Regions from separate parts of the Mus musculus genome. Here regions 1, 2 and 4 are each linked to region 3. The links are chromatin contacts, called in public HiChIP or PLAC-seq maps. All regions are on one chromosome and are shown on one strand. Each heading gives the region's core, a stretch centred on a gene start, on an enhancer-like site or on the middle of the called end of the contact. The rest is flanking DNA. Distances are from core to core; before and after follow the strand shown. Region 1 overlaps Gm2164 (predicted gene 2164). Region 2 overlaps Gm2164 (predicted gene 2164). Region 3 holds the start of Gm40242 (a long non-coding RNA gene). Region 4 holds the start of 4933407E24Rik (RIKEN cDNA 4933407E24 gene).

The links. HiChIP or PLAC-seq counts read pairs in DNA pulled down with a chosen protein or histone mark.
Region 1: a contact with region 3 is called in an H3K4me3 HiChIP or PLAC-seq map of stem cell-derived neural progenitor cells, with 13 read pairs. The contact joins two enhancer-like sites. A contact is called at or near these places in 1 of 39 promoter capture datasets (cranial neural crest), 8 of 115 datasets of contacts at active chromatin or transcription factors (embryonic basal ganglia, embryonic forebrain, embryonic midbrain and 4 more) and 3 of 9 other capture datasets (embryonic stem cells, embryonic tail and embryonic trunk).
Region 2: an H3K4me3 HiChIP or PLAC-seq map of embryonic forebrain shows a contact between it and region 3, with 5 times the contacts expected there. The contact joins two enhancer-like sites. A contact is called at or near these places in 1 of 484 Hi-C or Micro-C datasets (cerebral cortex), 8 of 115 datasets of contacts at active chromatin or transcription factors (astrocytes, embryonic basal ganglia, embryonic forebrain and 5 more) and 1 of 9 other capture datasets (embryonic stem cells).
Region 4: an H3K4me3 HiChIP or PLAC-seq map of embryonic forebrain shows a contact between it and region 3, with 4 times the contacts expected there. The contact joins the promoter of 4933407E24Rik here to the enhancer-like site in region 3. A contact is called at or near these places in 1 of 39 promoter capture datasets (neural stem cells), 1 of 484 Hi-C or Micro-C datasets (cerebral cortex), 11 of 115 datasets of contacts at active chromatin or transcription factors (craniofacial prominence, embryonic basal ganglia, embryonic forebrain and 7 more) and 1 of 9 other capture datasets (embryonic stem cells).

Annotation. Positions count from the first base shown.
Region 1 is chr4:124,621,824-124,628,717 of GRCm38.p6, forward strand. The region is part of intron 1 of Gm2164 (predicted gene 2164); the gene reads right to left. Among named protein-coding and RNA genes, the nearest start is that of Gm2164, 32 kb to the right of the region's middle. Within about 2 kb of position 2,403, at least 46 of the 459 cell types and tissues checked have an H3K27ac peak or open chromatin away from gene starts, as enhancers often do. A contact at or near this core is called in forebrain and stem cell-derived neural progenitor cells, where this site is marked.
Region 2 is chr4:124,591,580-124,598,726 of GRCm38.p6, forward strand. The region is part of intron 1 of Gm2164 (predicted gene 2164); the gene reads right to left. Among named protein-coding and RNA genes, the nearest start is that of 4933407E24Rik, 26 kb to the left of the region's middle. Within about 2 kb of position 1,827, at least 13 of the 459 cell types and tissues checked have an H3K27ac peak or open chromatin away from gene starts, as enhancers often do. A contact at or near this core is called in embryonic forebrain, where this site is marked.
Region 3 is chr4:124,271,164-124,278,462 of GRCm38.p6, forward strand. Gm40242 (a long non-coding RNA gene) reads right to left here and starts at 1,244. Exons shown (of 3, transcript XR_868104.1): 1 at 1,067-1,244; 2 at 414-488; 3 at 265-308. Within about 2 kb of position 5,903, at least 51 of the 459 cell types and tissues checked have an H3K27ac peak or open chromatin away from gene starts, as enhancers often do. A contact at or near this core is called in embryonic forebrain, forebrain, neural progenitor cells and 2 more, where this site is marked.
Region 4 is chr4:124,566,694-124,573,957 of GRCm38.p6, forward strand. 4933407E24Rik (RIKEN cDNA 4933407E24 gene) reads left to right here and starts at 2,486. Exons shown (of 3, transcript NR_045819.1): 1 at 2,486-2,600; 2 at 4,320-4,604. The region is part of intron 1 of Gm2164 (predicted gene 2164); the gene reads right to left.

The DNA of each region.
Region 1 (6,894 bases), core at 1,153-3,652, 350 kb after region 3:
CAACTAGGACCCCTGGCCTGGAAGAGACAGGGAAAAGGTCTCGGCAGCTAGAGGAGTGATGCCTAGCCAGGGCAGGCAGGCAGGCCCTGAGCCAAAGGTGCCCATGCATTGAAGCCCTCCCTCCATTTGATCCCTTCCAGCACAGCAGTGAACCAGACTGATTCTGCCCAGGCTCAAACCTCTCAAAGACTTCCCAGGGCTCTTGGCACACAGTTCACACTGGCGGGACCAGGTGTCACACACCTGCCAGTCCAGCTAGGACGATCACTTGGGCTCAGGAGTTCGAAACCAGCTCAACATACCAAAACTGGCTCAAATGAATGAAATAAAAGTTAAGAAGAGGGGCTGGTGAGATGGCTCAGTGGGTAAGAGCACCCGACTGCTCTTCCGAAGGTCCGGAGTTCAAATCCCAGCAACCACATGGTGGCTCACAACCATCCGTAACGAGATCTGACTCCCTCTTCTGGAGTGTCTGAAGACAGCTACAGTGTACTTACATATAATAAATAAATCTTTAAAAAAAAAAAAAAAAAAGTTAAGAAGAAAGTTTGCATGCCCTAAAAACACCTGTAAAGGTCCACACAACCTGGCTTCTCTCCCACTTCCCAGTGTTCTCTCTCCTACTGCACCCTAGCCCCTTGCACTGGCTAGCTCTTCCCTAAGCATCTCAAGATGGTAACTCATCAGCCAATCCCTGGGCCCATGTGACACAGTACCACGAGACCTGCCTTCCCCTGAGCACCTGAGGAAGGCCCTCTCTGGTCTCTCCTTGATACTAGAAATTTGATTTTGACTTATTTACCCATTTATGTCCCTGTAAAGCAGTCTGTTGTTTCTGCATTCTGGTGATAGTTTTTGGTTTTGTTTGTGTCTCCTCAGTCTGTCACAGCGTGCTTCGGGAAGCTAGGACCTTGCCAACCTTGAGTCACCACCGTGTTGCAGGCTAAAGGCCAGGGTCCGCCTAGCACTCTGTGCTGTTCTGTGTCATGGTCCAGGGTTGTGGGATAAAGCATGCTGGGAAAACATTCTACCACTGAGTTACATTGCCAGCCAGGGCCTGGCACTTTGTAAGCATGGTTAAAAGAATGGACGAGCTTGGTATGAAAAAGATGTTATTGGGATCCAGCCTGAACCCTGGAGCCAAGTGTGCATTACTGTTCTCTCCACCTCAGGCAAGACCACCCTGACTATCCAACCTCTGGGGTGAGGGGGATATGTTGCTGGTCAGAAAACTAAGGCCCAAAATAAAGAAGGCATAACAACCAACTTTATATCATATCCTGGAGCCCAGTGTCCAGACTTCCTGAGCCTGCCCCAGCTAGCCTCCCCTAATGGGCTAGACAGGCAGCTAAACTAGCCCAGAGACCCCTAGCCCCATACTTCTGAGGTACTCTGTCCTGACCATCCTCGCCCTTGGGAGATAAGGAGTTATTTCGTAAGGCATTATGTCAGAAGTTGAGGCATAGTCTTAAGTGAGTTACCGGAGTCCCCAAATCATCCAAGGACTCTGGATTCAAGTCTGTGGCCCATCTCTAGGCTTCCTCTGAGCACACACACCTTCTCCCAACCAGCCCTTGAGGATATTCTCGGCAGCTAGAGTATTACAATGTCAGGAGCGCCAAATATGTCCCACACACCTCTCCCATCTTCCTGAAGAAGAAGAAGAAAAAAAAAAGCCAAGGTGGGCCTGGTAAGCAGGCCAGGATAGAAGCTGATGAAGCTGGCTGGCTCATGCCCCAAGCTCTGGGTGGGGTCATCAGCTCCACCTTCACCCTCACTGACACACCTGCCCAGTCACCAGCAAATGCCATTCCACACCCGGAGTCTCTCTCTCCCATGGAAAGGCCCATTCTCCTTCCCATGCTCTCGCTGCTGCCCTAGTCCAAGCCGGATGGCTGCCAGTTCCTATCTAAACCATCACGACAATTTTCACCTGGCAGCTCAGACCCGATTCCTCCCCCACCCCCCGCAGCTCTTCCTGGCACTGCCCCTGTGATAGTTTGTAAAGGTGAATCACTGATAAGAGTGTACACTGCCCATGTTCAAATCCTGGCCCTGTGTGACTTTCAGCAAGTCACCTTAATTCTCTGCACTTCAAATGAAAAATCTTTAAAATAGCAGCCCCCTAGTAGGGTTTCTGTGAAGAAGAGATGTGTGGAGCACCCAAGCCAGTCCCGGAAGCTGAAGAGGCACCCCGTGTAAGAGGCACCTCCTATTGTTTTTATGACTGATCTCTGTCTTTCTACTCCACAAAATTACAAACTCTGAGAGGATTGGGCCTGCAGCAGGCGGGCTGCTTGGCTCTTCTGTGCCTTTAACTTGGCTCCTGTCTGCCTACAGCCTTTGTTCTGTCTTCCCCAGTCCTGATGGGTGCCAACCCTCCAGGGGGGAAGGGCATGCCCTCAGCAGGAAGTGCTGTCAAAGGCAGAGTTCCAGGCAGCAGAAGGAGAAAGCTGTTCCCTGCTGTACCCTCCAGAGCCCCAAGTTCCTGGGAGCCCCCACATGGCCAAAGCCTCCCTTTGTCCTGAAGGTCAGGAGCAGAGGGCCAGCTGTGGGGGAGTTCCGCTGCCTTGCTCCGGACAGCAGCCCAGATGTGCGTGTTTGTACAGCCGAGCCCAGGCTCTGAAGGGGCCTTGTTGGGTGCTCTGAAAGGGGGGCTTGTGAAGCTCCCATCAGCCTCCAGGACAGCGAGCAGGAATGCAGCCCGCAGGAAGCCCTTCCTAGTAAGCCTGCCAAGTGCCCTTCTCACTGAGGATTCGGGAACGCTGGTGCAAACAGGTTGAGATTGCCAAATGCGGAAACTGCAGGCCTGGTTTCTGACCTGGGTCCAGGTTCCCCTTCTGCAAAAGGCAGAGAGGCCCAAGCCTCAACATAATCACACAGTGATCCTGATTAAGAATCTCCGAGTCAGGACCAGGGTGTGGCCACTCCAGCCTGTGATCCCAGTACTCTAAGGACTGAAGCAGGAGGATGACAAATTCGAGGCCAGCCTGGGTCACAAACAAAACAGACAGAAGCAGGGGTTTGAGGGAGATGGTACTGTGTTTGCCATGCGACCACAGGATGTGAGTTCAATCACGTGAAAAGTCAGCTATGCTGGCACACACTTGTAATCTCAGCCCTGGGAAGGACAGGCAGACAGAAGGGTCCTTGGGGCTCTCTAGTCAGCCTAATCAGTGAACCCCAGATCCCAGCGAAAGACTTTGCCTCGAAAAAATAAGGTGGACAGAGCCTAAGGAATAAAATCTAAAGTCACCCTCTGGTCTCCATTACCCATGCACATGTGCACACACACACACATATAAAGGGTGAATAAATGAATACAGGGTCATATCCATGCACATATGTGCACACACACAAATTAAATGGTGAATAAGTGAATATGGGGTCTTATACATGCACATATGAATGCGCACGTGCACACATACACACAATTAAATGATGAATACATGAATACAGGTATTCCGTATCCAGACAGAATTTTTATCTGTGAAGCTGTTTTTCACCTGCCAATGGGGGTGATAACTCCTTCCTCCTGAGCTTATCCTAGAGAGGAAATGACATCATGGGCAGAAGAGACCAGGAACACACTGACACACAGTTGGTGTTCAATAGCACTTCATGTTCTTTCTCCCTCAAACTCCCTAGGCTCCTAACAGGCATGGGGCCTGAGACTGTTGGTGTTGAGCACAGATGTCCTCCACCCACTGTCCCAGAAGAAGAGCTGCTGCTGAAAGCCCCCACCCCAGGCACAGTGACACACAGCTCCATACCCCTGCGTGCTAAACCAATTACTTCACGTCCCGGCAAAAGAGGCTCTCTCCCTATATCTGTACACCCTAGTCCCTGTAGATGACTGACCATGTGCCCCACACTTCAAGTTGGAGTCAACCTTGAGCTTTAGTGCAAAGCAGACTATGATGCAGGCTAAGGAGATGACCCTTGTGCATTTGCATGACCCCGGCCACCTACCTAGGAGCCAGAGCTGGGACCCACAGTAAGGGAGAGGGGGGGTATAAATGCTGTTCCTGAGAGCCCCACACAGTCTGCTTAATGATAGACAGAGGCAGCAGAGCAAGAAATAGGACAGTGAGATTTAGGCCAGGCCTCCACCAGCCTCTTCCAAAGCACTTGGCTGTGGATACCAGAGGAAAATTCTAAGCTATAATGGAAAGAGGATCCTCTCCCCACCCACTTTCTATAAGTTAGCAGGACCTGTGCCCCAGTTGCCAAATCTTCCCAAGATCCGAACAATGCACTAGACATGTGTCTTCCAGCTGTAAGGTTAGGATGTCCAGTGAGGTGGCCCTGTCCTCTGTAGCCAGTATCTCTAGTACTCAGGCATGACACCCACAGGAAGCAGGAGTGAGTAGAGATTATCAGCCTCCAAGCATCACGGAGCTGGGTTTCCGACGATCCTCTTCTGATCAGACCCATAGCATCATCTCAAACCCAGCCCCACCCGGTACGGAGCCCCACAGCTGGAGTCTGCCCCTGTCCTGTTTGGGGCCTATTTGGACTTCATTCCCTCGCCCTTGTTATTGTCTGAGGGAGCCTGGTTCCTTGCAGGACAGTAATGCAATGTGGCATCCCATTAGCAAGAGCCTGCCCTTTGTACCCACCTCCCTCCCCCAACCCCCACACGCATCAACGCTTTGTTGAATCACCGGGGGAGTAGTGCACGTCACATCTGTTTCAGGGTCTAGGAACAATGTGAGCAACACACACCGGTCACCCATCAAAGGTGACAAGACACCAACCACCCATCAGCCCGGCCATCTCTGACAAGCACTGCTGTCACAGGGGCCAGCTCCCAGTTTGTTCATTGGAAAAGAGAGGGATTCTGGAACTCAAATGGGAACAGCAAGGGGCGAGCAGGCAGCAGGGGAATTGCACAGGGAGGGGCAGGGGGCAGCAGGAATGGAAAGTGGGGGGGCTGATGCTCTGGCAATCATCCAAGTGAGGGCTGGCCAGCTGAGAGCCTCCAGCTGATGGATCCTACAGAGTCGTTTACCTGCTCATACTCCCTCCCCCGTAAGTGTGCCAACCACAGCCACACAAGTGGATAGCCCAAGAGGATTCCAACCCAGTGTCCCAGTGCTAAGGCTGGAAAACAAGTCAACCAGAAAAGACTGGTAGTATTTAAAGTGGGATCAGTCCAGTTCAGACTGGTGCCAACTGGCAGCAACCAGATCTAATTCATTCAAGCTGGCTTCAGCCAAACCAAATCTGTTGGAGCCAGCTCCAACATACACAGCTGCCCAAGACTAGATCAAGCTGAACCAAACTGGCTGTGACCTGCTCAAATTACCTGGACCCATTAGCAATCCAGTTATTTACACACTTTCTCTGGTGTTGCTCTTGGCCATAGATGTCTTTACCTATGCCATCCTTTGAAAATGTACTCAATCCTTTTACTTCTAGACATCCCAAGTATGTATGTTCACACACACACACACACACACACACACACACACACACAAACACACCTCTGATAAAGCTTGGGCTTAGTTCTCTGCACTGCAGCTTCTCCTCTGTGTGAGTTTGAGGAAGGAACTTGGTCTCTATCAGTCTCAAATGTCAAAAACTCAGCTAATGAACGGGACCTGCTTCACAGAGGACAGTTTTCAAACCTAGACACAGATATAAATGCAGGCATATGGCTATAGATTGGGAGAGAAGGGGAGCGATGGCTGGCCTGCAATAACCACTCGATATGCAGACACTTTTAGATTAGTCCATGGCACAGAGTGACCTCCAGAGTCAGAAAATCAAAACTCAGGACTTCCCCTCCAAGCTGGGGAGGTGGCTCAATAAATAAAGTGATGGCCACACAAGTATGCAAGCATGAGGTACAGGGTTCAAATCCCCAAAACTCATGTAAAAGCAGAGCAGGCTCACCAGACCACTCTGGGGACAGAGCTAGGGATCTCTGGGGCAAGCTGGCATCTAGACTAGTTGGAACTGGTCGGGCTCTATATCCAACAAGAGAGCCTACCTCGATAAATAAGGAGGACATTGGACATCAACGTTTAGGCTCCTCATGAACATGCACACACATGTGCATACACGTGTGAACATTGTACACACACATACGTGTAATAAATAAATACTTGAATTTTTTTTATTAAAAATAAAACCTCTGACTCCTATGCCGCCGTGAACTGTGTGAACTCAGGTTCTGCAGGTGGTACCTCGTAAGTCTGGTGAGATGCAGTTCACAAAGCACCACGCTTGGAGCATGGTTGGCACGCAGTGACAGTGCTGGTTAGTAAGGAACGGTCGACGCCAGCTCTGCCAGGCAGTGTGCTCAATCAACACCTTGGAACTGTTGGCCCAGCGCTCACCATGGTTCTAGGAAGTGGGTGCTTTTATTATTCCCATTTTTCAGGAGAGGAAGACCATAGTGTGTGGTGATTAGGAAACGTCTTAAGGAGAACAGAAAGGTTACATTTGCCACAGTGCAGAGGTGAACGACTGGGCCATAGGACAAGTCTTGGGAAGAATGTAGCGTGCTGAGAAGAGGGAATTCTGAACCCAGGCATTCCTGGCCTCAGATCCCCAGCTCATACATTACCTAAGTCTCCACTTCCTCATCTGTCAAAGGGAATAAGAAGTTTCACTCGTGTTCTGAGGACTCAACAGAGCCCAATATACCTATGAGTTTAATGCTCAAAAATCCAAGCTGGGGCTGGAGAGATGGTTTAGTGGTGTAGAGCCACTCTCGTAGAGGACCGAGGTTCTAATCCCAGTCCCCACATGGTGGCTCACAACTCTACTTATAGAGGATCTTACTCCCTCTTCTACCCTCTGAGAGCACTAGGTACCCATAGGATGCATATACACATACATGCAGGCAAAACACTCATACACACTAAATGAAATAAATAAATC
Region 2 (7,147 bases), core at 577-3,076, 320 kb after region 3:
ATGACCAGATGGATGCCAACAGAAGGGCGTGGTCCACATCCACAGACACGGGCAGGTATCCCGTGCTTATGCAATGGACACTCTTACACAGGCAGGAAGAGCATAGAACCCACATTCCCGGACAGGTGTCCACAGACAGAAGAGTAATGCTCACACTAGATTAGTCACACTGGAAATGTGAGCAGAAGCATGCAGCTCAGAGGCAGAGTGATGCCGTAGCTTGCACAAGACCCCGGGTCCTGTCTCTGGTACAGCAAAGATTAACAAAATCAAACAGGCATGCAGACTCACTCTCACATACACCTCAACACAGGGGTGCTCAACTATATAACTCATGTATTCCTGAACTGATATGAACACACACACACACACACACACACACACACACACACACACACACACACATACAGGCTGGAGAGATGGCTCAGCAGTTAAGAGCACTGACTTCTTCCAGCAGTCCTGAGTTCCATTCTCAGAAACTCTATGGTGGCTCACAACCATCTGAAATGGGATCTGATGCCCTCTTCTGGTGTGTCTGAAGATAGCTATATATAAAATAAATAAAAACAAAACAAAACAAAAACACACACACATATACCCCTGTGTGAGAGCACATGCACCCAGACATGTCCTCTGACATACATGCTCACGGCATGTGCTGAAACACTGGCACTTCCCACGATAGCCTGCAACATAATCCTAGCCCAGCCTGGCTTTTGCCATCCCTGGAGACACTCTCCTCAAGTCAGGTCACCCCTTGGCTCACTCTTGCCAACTGCTAGCTTTGACTAACTCCCTAGTACACAGCCGCCCACCTGCGTCTGCCCACTGGCCCAGGGCCCAGGCCCTAGTTGCCAATTCAACCAAATTTCACACCCAACAGTGGAGCAGAGCCAGTGGGCTTGTTGTGGCCCGCTTGGTTCAACAACATGGGGTGGCTCAGGGGAGCTGGTATCCTGTAGCAGCAGAGAGAACAGCCCCATGCGTGGGCAGGCCTGCCCTGAGAGGTCTCTGTTGCTGCCTCTCCAAGCCACCCACACTCTCCTGCCTTAGGCAGCCTCACCTCTGAATGGGACAATATGGATGCCCCCGCTGACATGCTCAATTGATACATCCCCTCCCAGATGACAAAAGCCTTTCCCTAACCCCCCCCCCTTGTTTACTTATTACAGCTACCCTCCTGCATCAGCTTTATACCAGGAAGCTGTGCTCCAAGCCAAATAACTCAGTCACAGCAGTAGACAGGCTCTTGCTCCAACTGTATCTTTCACGGCCAATAAGTATGTAGCCTGTAACCTGCCAGGGTGCAAGGACTTGGCCACTGCAGACATCACTAATCCATCCCCGTCACAATTGACAAGCATGGTCAAAGGTGCCACCGTCAGAGAAACCGTAATGCCATCTTCAATCCTGTTTCCATCCAAGTCCTCCCCAGTCCCATGACTCGGAGCGAAGGGAGAGGGACAAGACAGTCACTGCTATCACTCCACTCACAGAGGAAGAAACTATGTGGAGTCTGAGAGCCAAGAGCAAAACAAGGCTTCCTGAAGACAAGGCCCTACCATGACCATCACTCAGGTAGCACCATCCTGAGTGTCTGGGAGTCAGGTGGTGAAGAGAGCAAGCTCCTCCCAACAGAAAGGGACAGAGCCTTCCACTAATTGGTTCAAGTACTTCTTTTGACCCTAATTAGTTATTTGTCATGTCTCCATTTGCATACCAGAAAGAGGCAAATTTGCATATTTGTAAATGAGACTGGGCCTAGATGTGGGTTCTGGAAGAGCCTGGCAGTTGCTGGCAGGCCTGGGAGGCAGCTGGCTCTTGCCACTAAGGCTTGGGAAGGGGAGATCTGGAAGACAGCTCCTTGGCTACAGGCTGAAAGGTGCTCTAAGAGGGGGTTGGGGGGTCAGACAGGACAGCCTTTCTCCACTCCCTCCCTACCCTGGAGCTAAATTGAGTGCTGGGCAGCAGTGGGGATGGGGGAGCCCAATACTGCTATTTTGATTAGATGGGAGAAGGAGGGGGAATATAAAGTGATTTCAGGACGTTCTGTGCTAAAAACCTTCTGTTCGCATCCTTGGATAGAACCTGTATCGCTTACAGGGGGTGGGGCCCCCCTCCTTGGTGGGCCCCCCTCCCTCCTCTCCATCCCCAGAGAGGAAAATGTTCAGGAGAGGTGGAGGTCAGAAAGCATACCCCGATGGCTTCTCACCCCCCTTCTCCCTCTTGAACTCTTACTCTGACACCCTCTGCCTCTCTCCTGGGCTCTTACTTTGACACCTACAGTCGATCTACTTGCACACACACACACACACATGCACGCACGCACACACAGGCACGTGCCTCAGCCTTCTCCCCCACCCCACCCCACCCCCGTACTGAAACACTCAACTCCTCCAGAATCATAGAGGTACACACGCAACTCAACTGGAGAGGCACATTCGCACATGCAAACATTCCCAGGCTTTCCTCAACACACACATTCACGCCCTTACACATACAGACACACACGCAAACACTTGAACATAGATGTAGGCATACAGACTCACTTAAGCTGTGCATAAATATTTACACACAAGACATACTCATGCGAGCACATCCTTGCTAGGACCAAATTTCTTGGAAATTTCTGGAGATTCTGACCCCTCTCTGCCAGGGCATCTGGTGCCTCTTTGGGGGAAGAGACAAAGAGACTAGGGAACATCCCTTTTTGTTATTGTTATTTTCTTTCTAGTTTTTTTTTTTTTTAACCGTTTCAAGGTCTCACATAGCCAGGGTGATCCTAAACTCACTATGTGGCTGAGATTACCTTGAACTTCTGCTCTTCCTACCTCTACCCCCCTCCCACTTGCTGGCATCACAGGTATGTCCCACTGTATCTAGTAGATAGAAAGGGAATCGGTGTGTCCCCCAGAAATAAGACTTCAGATCAGCATCCGGACCAGCTCTTCCTGAGAAAGCCAATGACCAGTAAATACCCTCGGCTCTTTGACCTCAATCCTGGAACAGAAAGGGGGGCAGGCAGGGATGGAAATGGGAGAAGCTAAGGTAGACTGATAGTACCTGGCCCAAGCATCATCGACTTGTGATTTCCTTGTCAACCTCAGAGGCCAGCGTGACCTAAAGGGATGTGAGCTGCTGCATCTTCAAGCATAGGGACACTGTGATTCTCAACGCAAAGGACCATCCACTGGCTTCTGGGGTCTGAGATCCGGGCAGTAGGCTCTGGGGCCTGGAGACACAGGGTCAGGACCCAGAGCCGCTGCCACTGTCCCCATTCCTGGGCACCACCTCTCCAAAGCCTTATCTCAAAGGCAAGCTAAATAGCTCTGTATTTGTAAATTAAATATAGCCGTACTTCAGCTTTCCAAAGAGCCGGGAAGGAGAGAAGGAGAAAGAAAGAGAGGAAGGGAAGAAAAGCTGCCGCCCTCAGGAAAGTCTGGCTGGTACAGATTGCCTGAGTCATGAATATTCATCTGGCGAATGAGGAGAGCGGGAGTTTGCATAACAGCTCCACCCACCCAACTGAAAGAAATGTCACCGCCTTTGCCAATAAAGTGCCAAAGGAAGCTGGTAGAGGCTGCCAGCCAGACGGTGCCAAACTGCTGACTTCCACTCCTAGTCGTGGAGAACGTACATTGTTTCCGGCCCAAGGAGCGCCACTCGGGGCTGAGGAATGGAGCTGGCTCCTGGGAAAGAACCAGGAAGCAAAGTTGAAAGTGGCACAAGCCACCCACAAGAAACCTAACGGCAAGAGAGGCCGCAGCCTGACTGTTTTTGGCTACCATCAAGGACCCTGGTGGGCCAGCATCCCAGCTTGCCTCAGCTGACAGTATCAGGGTATGGACTGCCTTAAAGAAACCTCAAAAGGGGTCTTCTCGAGTCTCTTGAGTCTTTGAGGGCTGGAAGGCAAGGAGATAGGACAAGTGTCACTTGGAGAAAGCGCACCCACCTTCTGTAGAAGGTTATATTCCAACTGTCAGGAATTTGTCTTTCTCCAGGTTCACAGTCATTTCCAGGGAGATATCTTTTTTCCTCACACCCATCCTTAAGACAGGAAGTTTCCCTGTCCTCTGACTGCTCCAGTCCCGAAAGGGACCTGGTTCCCAGAAGCTGTGCTTCCATGCTGACTGTGAGATTCCAGCCCAGGACAGGACTCAAATGACAATCCTCAAACCATTTCAATGGAACTGCTACTTCTATCCATCCCATCCTCACTCCTGCATCAGATCGGAGCCTCTACAGAGTCTCTGAATGGCGCTGGTTAAGTCTCCTGGGTCAAGAGCGTCCATCTCAGCCTGGCAGTTCAGTGTGGACCCACTGAGATCAAAGTCGGTCTCCTACCCCTAGATTCCCTCTTGAGAAGGCTAGGAGAGAAAATGCCACTCTGCGGGGCACCATCTGAGTGGCACCTCTGGGTGTCATTGCAAACACACTGCCCACTTGCCTGTCTGGCACAGCTGGCTCCCGACAGTGATCACCTGAACGAACAGGAAAACCGGAGCTCTGTACTCAGAGCTTTTCTCGGGGTACAGAAAAGCAAGTAGGACAGTGGGCGTTGCCAGCTGCTGCTCCCACAGTGTGGAATTTAGGCTGTGGATTCGGGGCTGGGTAAGGATATACACACGTGCACACCTTCACAGACTGCTCAGTTCGAGCATCTGAGGACTCTTAGGTAGAACACATAAAGACACACAAGCCAAGAGGGGGAGGCTGCAGGATCTGAGGGGAGAGTACCCACTCTGAGAAACCAGGAAGGCCCCTCCTAGGGCTCACGGGACCCCTGAGGCTTGTGCTAACACAAACCCAGAACTTAAGCTCGCTCAGCTGAGATTTGTCTCCGCTGTGCTTGGGGCTCCCAGGAGCCCGGATCCTTTACTGCTTCTGCCACAGTGAAAACATCTGCGGTAGGGTGCAGAGGCCTTCAGAGAACAGACCTAGAGTCTGCCTCTTTGCCATGTACCCACCCTGACCCCAAAACAGCCCCAAATCCTGTCACCTTCTCTAGCCCATTCATCCTACTAAAGATACACTGTTAAATTCAAAGATTTCTGCAAATGTGTGGAGAATTCTAAAATCCACACTGAACAAATTTCTTCCCCGAGGGACTACTCAGGGCCTTTACTGTTTACACACGGGCCAGTCTGTGAATTTGACATTTCACGGACCCAGAATCCTTTTCTGTGGAACACTTCAAGAAACTAAGATTCATGGGGTTAATTTTTTAGGAAAGTGTTTCCACAGATTAAAACATCTAATCCCCCAGCCTCCGCTCTTCTCCTAAGTGGGCCTCTCACCAGCCTGCGCCTTCCCTCAAGGTGAGTTCTGCCTGTGTGCATAACACTCCTCTTGCTCTGCTTCCCAAGAGTCCAGAACAACCTCCACCCTCCTCCTGCCAGGGCCCCCTATGTTCCCACTCACTCAAAATGTTGTCTTTGACCCAAGCTTTCTCCTTGAAAGTCTTCCCAGCAAAACATGATAGCCTCTTTGTCTTGCTCTACTCCTAAGTCCTGCATTTGAACCCACAAACAGATTTCTTGTGCTCAGTGCTGCAGACGGTAGGGCTCCCATTTGCCTTCCCTGGATACTCAGATGGGGGATTCTGTGGGCACTCCAATGTCTGTGCACTGACTGCTATGCTACCTATGGTCAGGCTTTTTTCAGGATGTCAACCAATGTGAATGTGCTTTACGATCTTATCAGCTCAGACTCCTGAGCTCATCCCATGAGCTGCACTTATCCTGAGCTCCTGGCTAGATGCTTCTTGACACCAAGCTTGGGGTCTATGTCTACGTGGATGGAGAGCTGGCTCCACCAGCCATCCTTGCTCTAACTCAGGCATCGCTTCTTCCACGCCTTCTTGGGCCATCTTCCAAGCCCATGCTCCAGCCCAGGCAGGGCCATGAGGTTCAGTTCCCCACCAGTTCCCTTCTGCTGGTATTGTCCCCCTGGACTGACTATTGAGAGAAAGACTTGAGGCTTCTTCCAGGCTCAGCAGAATGGCTGGTGATGTCTGCCGGAGCCTGCAGAGAGACAAGCGGCACACATGCCTGTTACTGACATCCTAAATCAGGGCTCCATCACTTTCCAGTCTGCAGTCCTGTAACTGAAATCCTCTATACTACATGTGACAGTGGCCAGACCGCTCTCTCCTCCATCAAAACCACTCTCCACGGTCACTAACAGCCTCCCGTTGGTCGAGTCCTGCATTCCTTCCCCACCTTCATGACTTTGCACTATTACATATGGCTGACTTTAAAAAATGTACTCTGTGACACCATGGCTCTCACTTGTCCCCACCCATGTCTTCCTCCCCCAGCTCTAGAGCAAACTTTGTCCTCAGAGAGACAGCCACCTCCGCCCCGTGGGAGGCAGCCATTGCCACCACCACACGCCCTGGCGCCTCCACTTTCCTCCACAGTTCACACTCTCGGGCTCGCCATCCACGCACAACCCTTCGGGCCTTGCTTGTCATGCCTTTATCCACAGGAGCTGAACCATAGAGTGCTCGGCCTTCTAGTTAACACTTATCTTCCTTCCCAAGAGAAAGGAGTTTATCATTTGTCCTGGTTGAAAACCATGATTCATCTTCATTATAAAGCTCAAAATCAAACCAACGCTCAAAAGTATGAAAAAGAAAGTGAAAAATCCCATCACCCAGATATAACTCCTAGCATTCTGGTGAACAGGCTTGCAGACATATCTCTATGCATATATACACATGGAGCGCCATGTATATAATTTTATAGCTAAGAAGTTGTATTATACATACTGTTCTCGCTGACACCTGCTTTTCCTGCTCAACAATATGTCATAGACATCTTTCTATGTCAATAAATAGAGCTTTACAAAATTATTCTAATTACTCAGTAGTACTCCATTGTATGTGTGCATCTTTATGTTCCTGGGTCTCTATTGATGATCACGTAGGATGTTGTCAAGATTTTCCTCTCATCAACAACGCTGGGATAAACATCCGCATACGTATCTCTTTGCTCATTTTTGTACATTTTCGCTCTTTAAACTAAACACTGGCGAACGAGGCTGCCATGATAGTGGAGAGAGTAGTTCTAATTTTACCATGCTGCCCTTCACAAAGCCTCCCATGAAAGTCCAGTCTGTAGCCATGAGCCACAAGCAGCCCTGG
Region 3 (7,299 bases), core at 4,653-7,152:
TTTAGAGGGTCCATAGTCACTACTCCCAGTGCTTGAGGCAAGCCTCCTGGTGGTAGCAGCGTGCAGTGGAGGAGAGCTGTCCACCTGGTAGCAGATGGGAAGCTGACTGGAACAAACAGGAGGAGGCCAGAGCCAAGATGCTCCCGAGGATCCATCTTGAGGGATCTGCTTCTTCCAACTAGGCCCTGCTTCTGAACATTTCTAGAACCTTCCAGAAGAGTGGTACCAGCTGGGGACTAGAGCTTCAACACACAAGCTGTCATGGATGTGGAATACCTCATATCCAAACCACACAGCAGGACACGAGGCTAGAACGTAAGAGGGGGTGGGGTTATATTGCAAACCAGGTCAGAGACCTGTGATGATGTCACATTCGAGCAAATAAGTAAATGAAATAAATGAGCTGTCCTTACTGTAAGGGGGAAGGCTGCTCCCATCAGAGATGTACAACGGCTTGAAATGGGATCACATTTGACCTACTCAGAGACCTACAAGGAGACAGAACAGGATGAAAGAAGGCAGGCAGAGCAGAAGAAGAGGGCAAAGATGTTGTCTGAGCCAACTACATGGACCCTCGCTCAGATTCCCTTGACATAAGGGTGATATGAAGTCCAAGTTACCCACCCAACACTGGGCACCAGCTACTCTTAGCCCAGGCTAGAGTTCAGAGGACAGTGGCCAAGGATAGATGGGACTTTGGGTGATGTGAAATATAGGTTGGAGTCTGGATACAGCCACAGAAACTGGTTCACACCTAGAACCAAAGTAGAGTGGGAACTAGAGGATAGGGGTCCACTCATAACCTGGAAGCAATCTGAAACCAGGATTGGCTCGTACGGTACCAAATCAATTCTTGCAGCAAGTCCACGGGGGAAAGAAAGGGGCTTTTCTCCCTCAACACTGGGGTTTAGTTCCACCCTCTTTGGTTGCTACTGCAAAATCACAGAGCAGAGGTAAGAGTCTCCCTCGGGGCCTCATGGCACAACTGGGCACAATCTGTGGCAGAAACTAGGAAGTGGCTGAAGGCTGACATCTGCACAGGATGAATTGTTCCTGAAACCCTCACCCAGTTCCTGTTCCTCTGACTGGATCCTCCAACTGCATAGCAGCCTCACAGACTGAGCCAACTTTCTGGCTTATGGTTTGCTTCTCTGTTCCTCCATCCTGGAGGAGTTCAGAAGTTCTGTCACTCAGGAGCCATGGTCCCTTATGAAGGCCAAGGATACAGGAAAGCTGCAGATGCACTCTCGGGACCTGAGGTTACAGTGGGGCAGGTGAGCAGGCAGGACTTCAAGTACAGCTCAATACCCTTCCAACACTTACCACAGATATTGTATGACAGCTTCAGTGTGCAAAGCCTTCTGCATGCATTTCAAACCCATGTGTACATACACAGAGAGACTAAAAAACAAAACAATCTGAGATATGGTTCACACATCATAACATTCATCCTTTTGCAAATTCATTGGTTAAATAACTAATCAGAAGGTTGTATACCTCTCTCTCCCATCACTTCCCCATCGCCCTCTGCCCAAAAGCATCCTAGTGCCTTTAGCAGTCATCTTCATTCTCTTTTCCTGAGCCTTATGGCAACCATCACTCTGTCTACAGACCTACACATTCTGGACATTTCATTTAACTGGAACCATACAAGATGTAGACTTTTTAAAAAACTGATTTATTATTTTTATTTTATGTGCATTGGTGTCTGCCTGCATGTGTATCTGTGTGAGGGTGCCAGATCCTGTGGAACTGGAGTTACAGACAGTTGGGAGCTGCCATGTGGGTGCTGGGACTTGAACCCAGGTCCTTTGTAAGAACAGCCAGTGTTCTTATCTGCTAAGCTATCTCTCCAGCCCTAAGCCTTCCACCTCTGGCTTATAGTACAAATTAGGACTTGATTCCTTTGTGTGGCTAAATAAAGTTTCCAAGGGTAGATAGATACACCACACTGTGTTTGCTAGTAGTTTCGCTAATGAGGAACTTTTGGGTTGTGTCCATTTTGAACTCTTGGGACTACAGATTCTGAATCACACACAGGTTTTTGGGAAGACATGTGCTTTCACTGGGTGTGATGGTCAGGTGGTACCTACATTGATTCTGCATTTAACTATTTGAGTAAAAGGTAGGCTAGACTGTTCCCCTGCAATAACTACTCAGGCTGCCTTTCTATTCTAGTGAGTTTTCTGTGATAAAATACAACCAACCAAAAGTAATCTGAAGGAGAGAGAGGCTTATTTCATTTCATAGGTTACACAGTCCATGTTGGAGCCACACCAAGGAAGGAACCCGAAGGAGAGATGGTGGAGAAATGGTGGCTTACTGTCTCAGTAATGTTCATTCCACTTGCTTTCCTCCCCTCTCCTCCTCTTCCTTCTCTTCTTTCTCTTCCTCCTTCTCTTTCTCTTTCTTTAAAATTTTATATGTAGAGATACCTTTTCTGAATATCTGTTTGTGTACTGCACGCATGTTTGGTGTCCACTGAGCCCAGAAGAGGGTGTCAGATTCTCTGGGACTAGATTTACACAGATGGTTGTGAGCTGCTATGTTGGTTCTGGGAACTGAACTTGGTTGGGCCTTTGGAAGAGCAGCAAGTGCTCTTAACCACTGGTCCCTCTTCCTACCTCATTATCTTGCTTTCTTATACAATCCTGGACCATCTGTCTAGGGGTGGCTCTTCCCACAGAGGGCTCAGCCCTCTTATGTCAATTAGCAATCAGTCAAATTCCTTTACAGAGTTGTCATAGGCCAATTTGATGGAGGCCATTGTTCAACTGATGTTCCTTCATCCTAGACGACTCTAGCTTGTGTCAAGTAGACAATGAGATGCCAGTCAGTAGACTTTCCATCAGCAGTGTGTGTGTTCCAACTTTTCCAGTTGTTGTTATCTTGGTTAGTTAGTTGTTTGGTTGATTGGTTGGTTGGTTAGTTACTTTAGACAGGCTCTCATAGTCCAGATTGAACTTGAATTGACTGTACAGCCGAAGCTGGCCTTGAACTCCTCATCGCCCTTCCTCAGACTCCCCCCAAGCTGGCATTACAGTCGTGTATCATCACACCAACTATTTCAGCATTTTCCACCATCTCTTTTGCTGTGACCATGCTGGGGGTGGTGGAGCAGCATCCCTCTGTGCCTGTCACATGCATCCTTCTCCTTAGTGAGCTTACCTGCAGTTTGTGTACTGTCCCTGGAGAAATGTTTACACACACTCTCTGAGTTTTACATTGCTTATCTGTTCCTTGTTGCACTGTTGCACTAGAAGGTTATTTATATAATTTGGGTTTTTTTTTATTTATTTTTAATTATTCACTTTACATCTTAATCACTCCCACTCCCCATCAGCCCATCAATCCTCCCCCCCCATCCTCCCTCCCCTTCTCCTCTGAGAGGGTAGAGATTCCCCTGGCTATCCCCCAACTTTGACACATCAAGTCTCTGCAGGGAAAGGTGCATCTTCTCCCACTGAGGCCAGACAAGGCAGCCCAGCTAGGAGTACATATCCAAATAGACAGGCAACAAAAACTGTTTATTTCTAATCTTCTATGAATGTGTGTGGGACCATGTAAATGTATGCCACCTGTGTGGGGTGTTCATGAAGCTGGAGTTACAGGCAGTTGCGTGCCACCTTGTGTGAGTGGTTAAGAACCAAACTCAGGGCCCCTGTGAGACCAGGGCATGCTTTTCATCACTGAGCCATCTCTCGAGCCCTTATTTCAACTGTTCTTACTAGAAATGTGGTTTGCAAATAATTCTGTTTGCTCTGCCAGTTGTCCTTTGCTTTCTGATTGAGTCCTTCAAAGCTCACAAAATTTAAAATCTTGGTCAAATTCAATGTATATGTTTTTGTCATGTGGTTTATACCCTTTTGATGTCACAGCACAGAAGCCACTATCTAACCCAAGGTCATGGAGGTCAGATCTGTTTTGTTCTGAGAGTTTTTAGTTTGGCTATGATTGCGCTTCTCTTTGAGACGGCCTCTCTCACAGTGTGAGTTAGGGTCTCTGTTCATCCTCTCGCTGTTGGTACCCAGCTGTATCAGAATCACTTATGGAAAAGTTTCTCTTTCTCCTGTGTACCCTTGCCAAAATTCAATTGGTTCCTGTATGTTTTGAAAGGATGATGGTTTTAGGAGCCAGAGAGATGACTCATCAGTTAAAGCTCCGTAGTTAAAAGCCTGCTCCTGTAGAGGACCCAGGTTTAGTTCCCAGAACCCACATGGGGTGGTTCACGATGGTCTGTGACTCCAGCTCTGGCCCCTGAAGGCACTCACACACACATTTGGTACAAATATATACATATACATATACATATACATATACGTATACATATACGTATATGTATATGTATATGTATGTGTGTGTATATATATATATATATATGCATACACAAATAATCAAATAATTTTTTTTAAAAAGCGAATGTTCTACATCTGATTGTGGATTAATTTGTTAGGATCAAAATATCCTCTGGCTTTCTATGCCTATTTTACAGCACAGACCCCAACACAGAACCGGCGGACGGTGAGCATCCACTATAGTCAGATTAACAAGCCTAGGAGACAGCTATATTCTGAGACCCACGTATTCAGGGAGTCCTGTGAGAGGGAAAAAAAAAGAACTTTCCCTTCTGGCCCCTGCTCTTCAAATGACCCTATTGAGCATGGCTCTTTCTGTCGACCTCATTTCTGACTCATCTTGTAGTTGTGGTTCTGTGCTTGCCTCCTAGGGACTCCACACACAGATAAGCCTCGACTTCTCTTTACACTGGAGGAATTTGCTCGGAAGCTCTGGTCCCAATCCTGTGCATGGATAGTCGGTGCTGCGGGCCGGGGTGGATGACTCTCTGCAGGCTATTGGGGTGGCTTTTATATCTAACCACCTGTGCACAGAGGCGTTTTCCAGTATTTTTAAACCTTGCCTTGACAAGGCAATACATGGACATTAAAGACTCCCATTCTCCGGAAAAAGTGTTTTCATTTCTACTTGGTCCTTTTGGTCCTTTCTTCCTTCCTTTCTTCCTTCCTTCCTTCCTTCCTTCCTTCCTTCCTTCCTTCCTTCCTTCCTTTCTTTCTTTCTTTCTTTCTTTCTTTCTTTCTTTCTTTCTTTCTTTCTTTCTTTCTCTCTTTCTTTTTTTTCAAGACAGGGTTTCTCTGTGTAGCCCTGGCTGTCCTGGAACTCACTCTGTAGACCAGGCTGGCCTCGAACTCAGAAATCAGCCTGCCTCTGCCTCCCAAGTGCTAGGATTAAAGGCATATGCCACCACCCACGCCCGGCCCTACTTGGTCCTTTCCCATCCTTTGGCAAATTTGGGTGTTTCTTGGTCTGGCTGCTACAGTGAAGATAGAATTTTATGGCTTGATTTTTTTTTCTTTTTCTTTCTTCCTTTCCTTTTTTAAAAAACTTTATTGTTATAAACATCTTCTATGTCTCCATGATCCTCATATGTGTAATATGCCTTCTCGTTAAACATTTAGGACCCCCCCCCCCGCCACTCCCATCCCTTTACTCCCTAGCATTTAAGAACTAGACTTTAGGAAACAAAAACTGAACAAGCTGTGCCCCAGTCTCCAGATTGACAGTGCTCGCCCAGGCATTCCCTGCAAAGCTGGAGACACAGTAGCTGTGGGCTGGATGGATCCCAAACGCTGGGAGACTGGATATAAAATGATTAAAAAGTATGCATGAGAAGCCGCCGCAACCCTGGTGTCCCCAGAAAGTAAGAGATGAAGCAATATGCGTGTGGCACTTAAATTCTTCCAACTTCCAGCAACATAATCAGTTAACGAATCATGAGACTCCAAGCCACATGGAAACAAAGGCAGAAGAGAGAGCAAACTAGAGACAGAATAGGAGAGGCGGGAACGTTGAGCCAGGGGCGTTCCCATGGGGAGGGGAATCTTGCCAACAATGTTGCTTGGTATCTTTAATGCTTTGAAGAAAAGCCTGCTCTGCATAGAAGTTTTCACTGAGCATCTACAGGCAACTTGCGTCGAGAATTTCCAGCCCACCCCATGGGCAGAACACTGGACTAGATCCCGAAGAAACCCGGGCAGAAGAAAGAGGACGGGCCTCTGCTCCGAGGGCAGGCTTCTGTAAGGCCAGGGGAGCCGGAACACCCATGGCGGTCTCCTCGCAGGGTCTTGCAGACAGCTGGGGTAGCCAGCCAGCAAGCATTGTCCCCGCACAATTAAACAAGAATGCCCCACGTGACGGTTCCACTGTGAAAGTTTTCAAATAGTGTTTGGAATGTTTACATAATTGTTCAAAAGAGCCTTTTTCAATGTACCTGTTTACACTCTTCCCTTTGGAAATTCAGCAATCAGGCCATGGAGGACTCTCAGCCTCCACTTGCCGCCCTTGATTGCCGAGGAAGGAAAGAAAGGCCCGTCAGTGAATCGCTGGGAAAACATGCCCTAACAAACGCCCTGTAATGAGGGGCTCCGCTTTTGCAGGCGTAGCAGTGGCGGGGGGCGGGGGGAGGCAGGGGAGCCGGGGTGCAGAGCTGGGGGCCGCGAGCGCGCGGTGTAGCCCGTTTTTGTTGTGTGGCTCCCGGCTGGAGGGAGCGCCCCGACCCCGGTGCCTTTGTGTGCAAATTTCCCACCGGGGCCAAGCAACTTTCCACAATTTAATTAAGTGGCTTTAGAGTCCGGAGTTGGCCTAACAAGCTCCCGTTCATGAATGAAAGATTTGTCCCCCAGCAGCGGGGGCCCCCGGTGGAGACAAAGTGGGCAGCAGGGACCGCTGGCTCCGGCCGCCGGGAGCGAGCGGGTGGGGAAGCGGCTGCGGGGGGGCTGGCGGCGGTCCTTCTGGGACGCGTCTCACCTAGCTCGCGGCAAATATGCCATCCATATGCCCAGGATCACAACCGAATCAGCTCCATCAGGCCTGGCAAAGAGGCATTTAAATTGCTAATATTGTGCCGGGGAGCGTTGACAGCCTTGCCAAGGATCAGCTCTGTAGGATCCACAGAGACAAACCTGGGGTGGGGAGGGAGGACTCAGAAAGAGCCCAGCCGCAGTGAGAAATACGAAAACACAGGAGCCTACAGCCGTGGGGGATCCTTGGTAGCGAAATGTCAGGAGAAAGGGAGGAAGAGAGGAGCCCACCGTGGGGTCTTGGAACTGGTGGACCACTGGGACCCCTTTCTCATCCATTATTTCTGGTGCGTGGCCAGCTGGAGTTTCCCCCAAGGGTTCTCTGCAACTGAGCTTAGAGTTAGGATAAAGGGAAAGTAGGCAGAAACAGACAGACAGATGGACGGATGGATGTAGGGAAGGAAGAGAGACGTAGGGAGGAAGG
Region 4 (7,264 bases), core at 1,236-3,735, 290 kb after region 3:
CGAGCCACATTAGGGAACTCAAGAGGAGAATGGTGGTTGGTATTGTTCCTGAGGTCAAGTGCTCCACTGGGCTGGTCTACAGGGAGTCCCACGAGGCTATGGAAGTGGGGTGTTCATTCAGTGATGTAGTGGGAGGAGTTTCATGCAAGAGCTATAGGAGGAGGAGAAGCAGGAGGGAAGATGAGCCTCTGGGTCATTCTAATTCTCCAGAATGAGTGGCTACTCAAGGAAACAGTGCCTAAGATAAGTTGTCTTTTAGAAGCACAGCTTTGCCAGGCATGGTAGAGGCACACACCTCTAATGTCGGCACTCAAGAGGCAAAAGCTGGAAGATCTCTGTGAGTTCGAAGCCAGCCTGGTGGTCTATGTAGTGAGTTCCAAACCAGCCAGGACTACAAAGGGAGACCCTGTCTCAAAACAAAGAGAGTCTACATCTTTGAACACTGCTTGTATTTGCACTGCTTGCATATGTGATAATGTATACAGACACATGTACACACACACACACACACACACACACACAGAGAGAGAGAGAGAGAGAGAGAGAGAGAGAGAGAGAGAGAGAGAGAGAGAGATGCACACAGTTTTCCCAGAGCAAGAACTCCAGCTATCTGCTGCTAATAAGCAGATCTCTGTCTGAAACCACGTCTTCCTGCTCACCTGTTGACCACGAGTGCACCAGCTGGAGTCCGAGCTCCACGTTCAAGTCTATGCAGACTCCTGGGAGCAAGAGTGATGTCACCAACAGCAACCAACCTTCACTGAGCACCAGCTAGCTACATTTACAAGTTTGCTCATTCCTCCTTCTAACCCATGAGACAGGTGCCTCTATTTACCCATTTCCCAGAGAAGGAAGCAAAGGTTCCAAGGAGCTAGACCTGTCTGTGGTTTGTGCAACTGGTTGGTGTCAGAACTGGAACCAAGATTCCAGTTAGGGTGGTGATTGAGGCAAATAAGGACACTGAGGATTGAACCAGCAGCTGACACAGTGGCACATGCCTTTAGACCCAGCACTCAGGAGGATATCTGAATTTGAGGTCAGCTTGGTCTACAAAGCAAATGCCAGAATAGGCAAGGCTGTTATACAGAGAACCCTGTCTTTAAAAAAAAAAACAGAGAGAGAGAGACAGAGAGAGACACAGAGGCACAGAGACAGAGAGAGACAGAGACACAGAGAGACATAGAGAGAATATTGAACTGGCTCATTCGTTCATTCATTCATTCATTCAGGAAACATTTATGGAGGACCTACTGTCCCAAGCACTTGAGAAACCTCATGCAGCTGTAGCCACAAACAGCCGTTCCCTCGTGTAACTCCCTATAGAGCGGGAAAGAAAAAGAAATAATGAATATAATATGTCAATACTCATTTGTATATTTTAAGTGTATAATGGATTCTCTGGTCTGCCCCAGTTCCCCACTTTGGAACTGAGACTCCTCTCCCTTGTTATGGGAGTGTTGATGGATGGCCATTCAGCAGTCTCTCTGCAAAACTGCTCTGAAAAGGGAGCTGCTTCACCTACGGCTACTCCCTTCCCTAGGAGAGCCTTCATCCCATGTCTGCTCAGTAGAGAATCACAAATGTCCATGCCCTGTCTTAATGCCTGGCCACTTTGAAAGCTCCCCTGGATCCCAGGTCCCTGGACATCAGCTCCAGCCTTTGCTGTGACTGCATCAGATGGCAGCCCTTCCTCTGTCCTGGGCTGCTTCCTTCACAGGTCTGAGAGCCTTTCCCAGTACACTCCCTCCAAGGGAAATTCTCTACCACAGTCTCTTTCTCTGTGTGTTCAACCTGCTTTGGGAAGGGTATCTTCTAGGGGAGGGAGAGGACGGCAAGAAAAGAAGCAAAAATCAGCAGAGGAAGAAGGATCAGAGGGCAGGGCCCCAAAAGGCAGCAGGCTGTGAAATCAAAGAAGATACTTGAGACAACCTCATTAAGAAGTGATATTTGAGCAAAGACTTGAAGGTGGTTGTAAGGGAGTTACCCACGTGGAAACTAGGTGAGATGGGATGACACAGAACAGTGCACATAAGAACTTGCTGGCCACTATAAGGTCCTCTGGAGGACCTGGTCTGAAATGAACCCTCCCCAGACTTCTATAGAGACCAAGAGCAGAAGCAGAGCCATCTGCCTGGAAGTCACTGCAGAGAGCCAGCTGAGGAGGATGTACCAGGGTGGCAGTGACCGGTGACAAAGGGGGCTCAGAGGTACGCTTTTAAAGTGCAGCCAGCATGTTTGGCCAACGACTGGGTGCAGGAAGTGAAGAGAACACAGGACCCAAGAATAACCATGACCTTTTCTTGTCCTGAGATGGAAGGTCTCACCAAGACCTCAGACAAGGAAAAACCCACTGGAGAAGGTTCAGAGGAGACCTGATGTGAACGCTGTTGTAGTTGAAATTGACAGTCACACCCATAGCACAGGATGGCTACCCAGCTGAGGCACAAAGGCTAGAGTTCCAAATGGGAATGACAGTTGGGGGTCAGGAGGACAGTGGAAGTGGGCACAGGGACCCAGCTCTATATTTCCATCCCATGCTGTCCCAAGACTCACAACAAGTTCCTGTGACCTCTCAAACTATGCGAGGGGCCGGCAAACACGTGAGCAGAGAAGGTTCTGTGTGAAAAGTGTCCAAGTGGACATTTGTGACTGAGATGAGGGCTCAAATGCTATGTCCCTGCATATGGAGGTGGGGTGTGTGTGTGCCTGTCTGTCTGTCTGTCTTTCTGTCCATATGTCCATAAAGATCCAGCACCTTGCAATGTAAATACGGAGATGATGCCAGCCCAGAGCCTGGTACCTAGAGGTCTCCCATTGTTATGGAATGTGTAGAGTAAGCAATTAGCTGCTGTTGGCATTTAAAACATCAACAAACGCTCCTTGCCTGCCCTGAACCACACGGGTCCCCTTAAAGCCTTGTACAAATGACTCTTGAACATGAAGGTGCCTGCAACTCCCAAGTGCCCGGCTCTTCCCTGCTGTGTCTGGCCAAGTGGGGGAACTCCTGTCACTGCTCAGGAGGGCGGAGAGTTAACTCTCCTTTTGCCATTAAACATAATCAGGGAGAAATCTGTGTGAAGCTTGGCGCTCTGGCCGGTAAGTGATTCCCCCAGAACAACAGATAAAAGCCCGGCACTAAAGTGCAGCCAGAAACGATGTGTAATTGCCATGAAAGAATCTTTGAATCTACACGCTGCTTTTAACTTGGGAGGCTTAAATTACAATTAATAGTTCCCTTGTAGAAGGGGGGGAATGCAGAAGTGGGGGTGGGGGAATAGAGGAATTCAAGGCCCTTGAGCTCAGAGCCCCAGGCTCCATCTAAGCGCTTCAGTGTTGGGGGGTGGCTAAATAGTAGAGAGAGAGGAGAAAACTAAAAGTATAGCTTTCTTGGGGTCTCAGGAACCCTGATCGGTTATATTTCTTACAAGCTCTAAACATACTGCTTTCTGAAGAAGCTCCTGGGTACTTCTGAGTGGTGGAGCCCCTCCCAACAGTATCCTGCAATGTTGCAAATAGCCAGAACCCACTGCCCCCATTTTGCAGATGGGGAAACTAAGGAGACCCCCCCTGGAGTATAGCTAGTCTACCTGCAATTTCCCAAACTAGAAATGTTCTGGGAGCTCTTTCCTCCCACGATATCCTAGGGTAAACATGTTCAGAGATGGAAGGGTGTCTGTCTGCTTCCATATCATAGTATGAACTCAGCCCACTTGCTTGCTGGCCGGTCCTTTTTTTAAGCACCTAACCAATGAGCCAGATTTGGGGTTGGGGGTGTGTAGCTCAGTGATAAGGCACGTGCCTAACATCTGTAAGGGCCTAGATTCCAACACCAATACTACAAAAATATAATGAAAATAAAAGAGGATAGTAAGTACCAGGTAGTGATACATGCCTTTAATCCCAGCACTCAAGAGGCAGAGGCAGGCAGATCTCTTGAGTTCAAGGCCAGTCTTGTCTACTACAGAGTGAGTCCCAGGACAGCCAGGGCTACGAAGATAAATCCTGTCTCAAACACAGCCCACCAATAAAAGATGACAATAAGAATAATTTGCTGAGCCATACAGCCCTTCCCCTGCCCCAACACCCTCCTCCCAAGGCCTATTGTGCTCCCCTGAGGAAACCTTCAATGTCATCCTCAGACCTGGATCAATCCCCGATATCTTTGTCTGACTCAGTCTAGGTGTCCCCTTCTGTACTTTATCCCCTCCCCACCCCCTCTCTCTATTAACCCATTAGGCCCAAGGCTGTAGACAGCTTCCATGGAGGAGCTGCAGTTAGGCACAATCAGGGGCCAATGCTCTCCTTTATCTGTCCTCCAGGAACAGAGGGGTCTGGTCTTCCTAAGACACCACCAACACTGTGAGAAGGGGCCCAGAGGAGCGGCCACACCATTCCCGGAGCTTGCCGAGAGACTCCGACACTGGTGTCAGTGGGAATTCTGAAGCTCCCGGCACATGAGCTCATGCGTGGCCGAGTGCCCAGCCCTGTGCTTCACGGCTTTGGAATGTGTTTTCTAGGCTGGCCTGCCTTGCTCCCCCCATCTCACCACAGCAAGGGCTGCTGTCTGCTCTCGGCTCTTCAAAGCCAGGCAAATTCCAGAAAGGGTTTGTTTTTATTCTAATACTTACCAAGTCTTGGGTGTGTAGTGTGTGTGTGTGTGTGTGTGTGTGTGTGTGTGTGTGTGTGTGCACTCGAGTGAGCACATGCATGCTTGCACACACATAAGCAGTATGCATACAAGCACTCAGGTCTTGCCCAAGGGGCAAAGCCCCTGTGTATGTGCATGGCTGAACCTGTGTGCACCTGTCTCCAGGCATGAGTAGACACCATGGGCATATCTGTGTGTGCTTGTGTATGTAGTGCGTGTATTCTGTGCATGAGTAGTTTTAAAGGAACGCAGTGGGATCTGCTTGGGGCCCTGTGTAGCTGAACCTTATTTATAGCTCTCCTCTGTCTGCTTCGTTTCCTCTAACTTCCCTGCAGAATGATATGAATGAAAATGACACTATTGACTATCTGGGTAACCATAAAAGACCTTATAGAAATAAGATTTTTATAGTTTGAGGACTGGGAGAATCAAAAGACTAAGAGTTATGGACTCACAGGAGAGGAGAGAATCAAGCGGCGGCGGTCGGAGGGGTCCCTGGGTGGATCGTCTGTGGGTTTGGTTTTTTTTTTAAACAAACTCATATAAATAAAGTGATTGTCTTGAAAGAGTTATGGGAGCCCTGAAGCTGGGCAATATCCCTCCTGCAGAGGCGGAGGGCAGCTTGCTCTCTGCCTGAGAGGAAACTCTCCGCTTTAGCTGAGTTCCTGCTCCTGGCCTCCCCAGAGAGGTAGAGGAGGCAGGCACAAGCCCAACGACGATGCCCTTTTGTCTCCTGGGGACCTACGGGATTTGACACATTAGTTGTTGAGCTCCCCACCAGCTCTGTGCCCTACAGTGGGTGCCAACCCTGAGATCAAAACTACAGGATCTGACCTTCCAGACTTAAGCAGAAAGGCCCCTCCGACCCCAGGAAGGCACAGCATTTAAAACATTCCCTCTGCACCCACCCCCGGCTCCCTAGGAAGCTACACAGCACAACCCTGGAGACACCATGATCCATCTACCTCACCAAAAATTCCAAATCCAGGACCGATAAGCTTCAGCAACGCCCACTTAGAATCTGTATTTTCAGAGAGGAAGCAGAGACACCCTGCCCCCCTCAGAGTTTAAAAGGCGTGCCCACAGTCGATCGGTACATGGAAACCAGGGTACACTCACCTACCCAGGAAAACAGGTACAGACAGGAGAGAGAGGTTCTGAAGCCTGGTGATCAAAATTCAGATTTTGGCCAGGTGGTAGTGACCCACACCTTTAATCCCAGTACTCGGGAAGCAGAGGCCAGCCTGGTCTACAGAGAGTCCGAGGGCAGCTAGAGCTGCACAGAGAAACCCTGTCTTTCGGGAGAAAAAAAAAAGAAAAGAAGAGGAGAGGAGAGGAGAGGAGAGGAGAGGAGAGGAGAGGAGAGGAGAGGAGAGGAGAGGAGAGGAGAGGAGAGGAAAGAAAAGAAAAGAAAAGAAAAGAAAAGAAAAGAAAAGAAAAGAAAAGAAAATTCTGGTTTTGTTCATCCTCGCAATGTAAGTGCCGGGCTCTGGGTACACAGAACAGAATCGTTCAGTTGGAGCCCTAAGGGGGAAGCGCCTGACCAGCAGGAGGGGGACACTCACTAGCATGAGAGTCATGATACAGGCTAGTAGGCCTGACTGCACAATTGCCCAGGGAACACAGTCGGTCCTGGGTCCTGATCAGGAAAGCTCTCCACAAGTTCCTGAAGTGCACCTAGGAGCTTGTTACAAAGAGGAGGAAAAGGAACAGGGGGTGGTAAACTCCAAGGCCCCTGAGGTAAGGAGATGCATGGCAGATTTGCCATCTTGCTCGAGTCTTCATGGGATTGTTGGCTAATTCAGAATAGACTATTGGGGGCCATTCGTGAGTCACAGAAGAAAAGTCGTCCGAGCCAAGGGTCTAGGCAGTGGTGGTGACATCAGACAGGGTCACATTGGAAGTAGAAAGCCAAGGAGAGGAGAGGACAGGCTCTCGCCCAGCACTGACTAGTTCTGAAGACTAACCTAGTTCTGCTAATGGGTTTCCAAAGAGCAGAAGGATGCCTTTTCTGACTATTCCCCAATTCTGTCTTCTCCTGTCAATCTCCCCATCTCCATCCCTGCCCAGGGCAGGGGCAATACTAGGTCCTGATATCCATACCCTCCCATCTGGAAACAAACAATTCTGAAAACTGGAGTGAAGCCATGCCACCTGACCAGGAAGCCCACTCAGAAGCAACACACAAGGTCTCAGAAGTCCTTCTGACTCCTCTCCTCTCAGTGGGAACCTGAGGACATACAGAGAGGGCCAAGGCTTGCCCACAGCATCGGGATCAATTTCCCTCCATCCTGACCTTGGTGGAGAGGCATCCCGAGTTCCACCCCAGGCCATTAGAGAGCGGTGAAGGTGGAGACATGAGGAGTTCCAGCCCCCACTCCTTGCTCTGGACTCTTCCAACAGCACTGGCAAGAGCAGCCAGTGCTGTCAGCCCGGCCAGAGCTGTCTGAATCAAGGGCAGCTGAGAGGGGCTGGATTCACACCAACTCTGCAAGTCTGCAAGGAGGGTTTATGGTTCTTGATTACACCCAGCAGGGAGGCCTTCTTACTGATGAGAGAGAAATATTCAACAACCTGTCTTTGCAATGTGCTGATCTGTGGGGTGGGGGTGGGGGG